Linked DNA regions of Oryctolagus cuniculus: region 2 is linked to region 1. Evidence: chromatin contacts called from public Hi-C data. All regions are on one chromosome and are shown on one strand. The core of a region is the stretch at or near the end of the contact, and the rest is flanking DNA. Distances in the headings are between cores, read along the strand shown. Region 1 overlaps NSMCE2 (NSE2 (MMS21) homolog, SMC5-SMC6 complex SUMO ligase). Region 2 holds the start of TRIB1 (tribbles pseudokinase 1).

Evidence for each region. A called contact is a pair of places that touch in the nucleus more often than the background predicts.
Region 2: a Hi-C map of psoas muscle shows a contact between it and region 1, with 5 times the contacts expected there. The contact joins the promoter of TRIB1 here to the enhancer-like site in region 1. A contact is called at or near these places in 5 of 6 Hi-C or Micro-C datasets (ear pinna, embryonic fibroblasts, psoas muscle and 2 more).

Annotation. Positions count from the first base shown.
Region 1 is chr6:150,867,038-150,869,749 of mOryCun1.1, reverse strand. All of the region lies in intron 4 of NSMCE2 (NSE2 (MMS21) homolog, SMC5-SMC6 complex SUMO ligase), which reads right to left. Among named protein-coding and RNA genes, the nearest start is that of WASHC5, 130 kb to the right of the region's middle. Within about 2 kb of position 1,384, at least 3 of the 8 cell types and tissues checked have an H3K27ac peak or open chromatin away from gene starts, as enhancers often do. A contact at or near this core is called in ear pinna, where this site is marked.
Region 2 is chr6:151,043,780-151,046,491 of mOryCun1.1, reverse strand. TRIB1 (tribbles pseudokinase 1) reads right to left here and starts at 1,343. Exons shown (of 3, transcript XM_002710613.5): 1 at 231-1,343. The coding sequence starts at 599.

The DNA.
Region 1 (2,712 bases), core at 135-2,634:
TCCTGCAGGTAGAAACTGTGCTTTCCTTCTGTTTAATTGAGCAACTAACACCTTGTGCTGGGAGTGACTTAATGTAAAATGTCCGCTAATTCAATAAATACATCAGAGCACTTTCATAAATTTTTGCCCAAACACAACACCAATCACTTATGTGAGCTTCTGAATTTTTCTGGTAAACTCAGTGTCAACTGGAAAAATTTACCATGATATAGTTTCTGTAATATATAATACAATAACAATAAATCCAAAACCTGTTATTTTGATACTTAAGACTCAATGCACAGAACAAGATATTTTTAGACTATTACTCTGACATTAAAAATTGATAATATCAATTGTTATCCACTGATAGACTGGAGGTAACATTGGTACAGGACAATGATCCAAAGAGGAATAAATCAATGGTGCACACATAAATGGGACATTAGGGATCAATTTAAAATTGTTTTGAAATATTTACTGAGCCAACACTGCTGAGTGAAATAATCAGGATACTAAACTGATCTCAATTTTGCAAATATGTATTTTATAAAAAAAAGACTAAGGAAATATACAAGATGTTGATATATGGTTATCTGTGGGTAATGGGATTACAGGTGATTTTCACTTTGCCATCTAAACTGAATATTTTACAATATACCCATTTTTACTGTCAGAAAATGAAAAATGATTAGATATAAGGAAATTCTAATGAACACTTACTCAGATTTACAAACACCAAAAAGTTACCAGCAAAGCAGAGGGCTTCTCCATTTTTAGTATTAATTGCAATATACAGCTGTAGACATGATCAAAAACCAAGAGTTAATGCTGTGGCTTAGAAAAACATATTAACAAAAGTTGTCCTTAGCTCTAAACAGAAGGCAGAGTAAGTCAACATGTGACTCCTTATTTGGCAGGTCCCAAAGCAGCAGCTCTGGGGGGGAAGGCCCAGGCTGGCATTCCAGTTAGCCCCGCCCTCACCAGCTGTGTGGTTTGCTCTCTGAGCCTCACCAATCCTCCAGTCAAGGATGCGCACACTCCCTCACCACTGCCCGACACCACTGCAGGAATCTCTTCCACAATGGCAGTGTCCTGGCAGGCCCTCTCCTGCTCACGGATCCGGGGACTGCACCCCCAACTTCAGGATGAACACGCCAAGGCAGGGACTCATTCTGATTTGAAGGGAACCAGGAATGTCTGATTAAGCTTGTCAGAGTGAGCTATCCGAGACTGCACCAGCCGTGACTGTACCTGTAGCACTCACTGGTGGACACTCTGTGAAGGGGAATGGGGGTCACAAAGACAGCTGAAGGGGGTGGGGTGGAAGCAGGTAGAGAAAGACACAGAAAGACGAGGGAGAAGAGGAGAGAACAGTGTTGGAGGGCAGTGCCATCAAAAGGGCAGAGAAAAGAGGAAACTAGGAAAAGCAGAAATAACCAGAGCGGCAAAAAGGGGGGAGTAAGGGGAAGAGAGAAAGTCATTTCTTCCTCTCCTCCATCTTCTGTCCCATTCTCCCTCCCAAATTTCCTCCCCTAATCACACTTATTTCCCTGCTTCCAACTCTCCTCTCGCTCCTCCTCCTCTGGCTCCCACCTTCTTAGGATGAAAATCAAGTTTTTATTCTCAAGAGTCATTTCCACTCCCTCTCAGACAAGTGCATTCCTTCCTCCAGGAGTCAGAAAGTGGGACAGGGAAACACTAACCCAGAGTGGACTCCAACGCTGGAACTGACTTCCCAAACCCCAGAGGCCCCGGAGAATCACAAAGGAGATCTAGCCTGATGCTGGCTGCCGATAGGAGGGGACCCAGTGCAGGGAGAGCAGCTGTTCACCCCGGCTCTCTGCCCTTGGCTACTCCCTGTCCTCGTGAGCACTATCTTCAATTACAAAGGATGTACTCTCTTCAATTATAAATGTGAATGTCCCATGATTAGAATTTATCATCTGATCACTGTACAGTCACCTTCCTTTTCTGGTGAATGTCAAAAATGTTAGCTTAAAATGTCAGAGCCGGGCATGGTATAAAAGTAAACCCACATGACAACTGGGCCACGTACGTAGTTAGTTGAAAGTCACACAGTCCTCGGGGTAGGAATGCGTTATTTCCAGTGCATCATCTCCATGCCCAATATGTCAGCTTAACGTGCCAAGAGAAAGTTCAAGAAAGAATGCTAGATTCTGACTGAACAAAATGGTATGCATTCTTCTTTTGCAGTAAAGTCTGAATTGAATCAAAAGTGTCCGTAATTGTTAAGTGGTACACGTGTGGGTACCAAGTGGGGGCAACTTGAGAGAGACTCAGGAGACACTTTGGTAACACTGTAAACAGTCTATCAAAATCCATCTTTCGGAAATTGTTACTTGAAGAAACTGTTCACATCGCATCTGGAAATGTGTTCATTCTTCAGTTCAAGTGTGTTATTTTACACCTCATCAAACAGGATGATCATTTGTCCACAACTGCCAAAGCCTGAAGTGAAAGCTAAAATGTCCTTGCAGATGGCTTTGTTCAGCAAATTAGCAGAATTTGCTCCTATGCTAAGAAAAAGCATTTTCTTATAAAATATGCCACGAAATAACAAAGGGAGTACCTTATTAAGTAAAACCGAGGCCTCCTCAAAGTGCACTGTAAAACAAACAAGCCAGTGGAACGCTCCTTGGAGAGGCTGCCTTGCGGGCTGTGCCCATACTCCTCTCAGGGGGCGCTGCGGAACAGCAGGTGCGGGAGCTC
Region 2 (2,712 bases), core at 94-2,593, 180 kb before region 1:
CTAAACTCAGCGCCAAGCAAGGACTATAAAGCAATTGAACCCTGCACTTCCGCTTGCCTGCGAATCCCCCCTTTACACCTCTCTCCAAAAGGGTGAACTCGGTCAATGGCCGCCTGGTCGGGCTCCCCGCACCAACCCGCCCTGCCCCCAAGCCCCCCGCGTCGGAGGGACGTCGGGCACCGCGTCCCGCGCCCCCGATCCCCCCGCCGGGTGCTCCCCGGGGCGCCTACCTTGCAGCGCAGCTCGCGGCCGGTGTGGATGCACAGCGCCCGGGACACATGCTCGCGCTCGGCTAGGGGCAGTAGCAGGTAGTCCGCGATGCGGCTGGGCCCCGGCGCGCTCCCGGAGCTGCCGCCGGCTCCCGGCGCGGCGGGCAGGGGCTGCGGGCTGCACGGCGAGCCGGGGGGGCTGAGGTAGTCCGGGGGGCTTGGGCACTCGGAGAGTCGCGGGCACTTGGCCGCCGCCGCCACCGCCGCCGCCGCGTCGTCCGCATCCAGCAGCCGTTTGGTCGGGGTGCCCCGAGCGGCCGGGAGCAGCAGGGCCGGGCCCCGGGGTTGCGAGGCGCCGCTCATGGAAGAGCGCACGGGACCGGCCCGCATCCCGTCCCCGGCCGGGGCGGTCCCGGCTTTGTAAGTCCCCGGATCCGCGCAGGAAGGCGCTGCGGGCTCGGCGAGGGCGCCGCGACTTCTTCCAGCCCGCGGGATGGAGTTTGCAGAGCGGGCTTGGCTCGGCCCCCACAGGGGCCACAGCGGGAGTGGCTGCTCGGCGCTGTCGGGTGCACACGCGGAGACCACGCTGGCTCAGCGGCCGGGGGGCGGAGGCCGGCTCAGGTCCTCGGACCCCCGCGGCCGCCGACTTGGGGCCCCCTCGCAGGGGGCGGCCGCCGCTATTGTTGCCGAGGCTGCCGACCGTCCCAGAGGCGGCGGCGGCCTGCGTTCCCGGGGTCCCGGGCCACGAGCACAGGATTCCGCGGGCTGCGCAGAGCCGCGGAGCCAATGCACGTCCCGGAGCAATCAAAGCCGGAGCAACTTTTCCGCGGCGCCCGGGGGTCCTGCGCGCGCTCCTGGACTGCGGGCGTGTGCGAGCGGGCGCGACGCGCTCGGAGAGAGTGACTGAGTGTGAGTGAGTGTGTGCGCCGCGCCGATCCCGGCCAGCGCACTCCTCCTTCTCCTTTTCCTCCACCTCCTCCGCCTCCCGGTGACTCACGCTGTATACACACACACACTCACAGGCCGGCCTGTGTAAACAGTTGGGGAGCCGGGTTGTGCAATGAGGTGGCCGCGACGACTCCGGCTCCGCCACCCGGCGAGCAGTCCCCGGAGCGGAGGGAGGAGACTGGGGGGGAGGGGCAGGAGGCTGGGGGGCGGGGGGTGGCCCGCGGGCCTGGGATGCTCGGAGCGGCGCGCGCTCGGGCGCAGGTGGTGCGTCCCGGGCCGCCCGGAGCGCGCGCACTCGGCCCCCGGGCTGGGCAGGGCAGGAGGCGGCGCGCGCCCTCCTTGCAGGCCCCCGGCTCCGCGCGAGCGGCCGAAGGAGGGGGCGGAGGAAAAGTTCCCGTGACGTCAGGGTCTCGGGGAAGTGGGCGGGAGGGCGGGGCCTCGGGGGGCGAAGCGGCCGCTGATTGGTGCGCGCGCCTCATTCACAGCGAGCACAATGGGCCGCGGGCACGCGCGGCGCGGTTCTCTGCACCCGCCGCTCGCTGCGGTCCCGCGGTTACGCCTTTGGCCCCGGGGATCCCCCCGCAGCCCAGCACCTGGGGAGCTCCGGTTGGAGCCGTGGGCGGCCAGGCTGCAGCCAGAGGAGAGGGGTGGGGGTGCGGAGGGAGCCTGGGGAGGGTGATGAGTTCCAGAGACAGTCATTCACCCCCACGCGGTAGTTCCGGGGAAGACCTGTGCGTGGTAGTGGATGTGGCTCCCCCCTCCCTTTTCCTGCCTCCTCCCAGCTCTAATCCCCAGCGTCTGTTCGCTTCCACAAATAGAACCTTCTGTTGGACGAAACGAAAGCAAACACGGGGCCTTCTGCGCCGCCTCCACCTCCTCGCCGCCCGGGTTGCACGGAAATAGCTTCTCCAGGCTCCCGGGCCGCCCCTTCGCGGTGACTCGCAGAAAGAGCTTCCTGAGCCGGGCGGGTGGGAAACAAAGGATGTGGGAGCGGGCGGAAGGGGCCCACGTGGCCGCGGCCGCCGGATCCCTGCCCCTCCCCGGGCCTCCGCACGCGCCGCGGAGTCTGGGGCGCGGGTGCCAGCCTGGGCATCGGGGTAGGTGGTGTGGAGGAGGCGGGGCAGTCATTGCGGCCACGGCCCCGCGGACGCTGCAGAGTGCTTAGGGTGAGCGCAAAGTGTGCGCCAGACCCTGCGCCGAGCTCCGTGAAAACAGCTCGGAATCGGAACCTGGTCAGTTTGGAGCCCCTGAACGCCCAAGGCAGGCGACCTTGAACTTCTGCTAAATCGTTAACTTTCTAAAACCAGGTAGAGCCCTAGGAATACATCCATTTCCTTATTAATTCTCCGTGCATTCAACAAACACTAAGCGTCTACTAAGGGCTAGGCGCTGGGGATTAATAGATGAAAATTAAAGCAGCAATAACAGCTCGAATTAGATGCGGCCTCCAGGGTGGGAGTCCCTGTGCCTAGCGTGGAACCTGTGGGACCACCACCACCTCCTCTAGTCCACGTCACGGAGGAAAACACTGAGACCCAGAAAGATGGGGAAATAG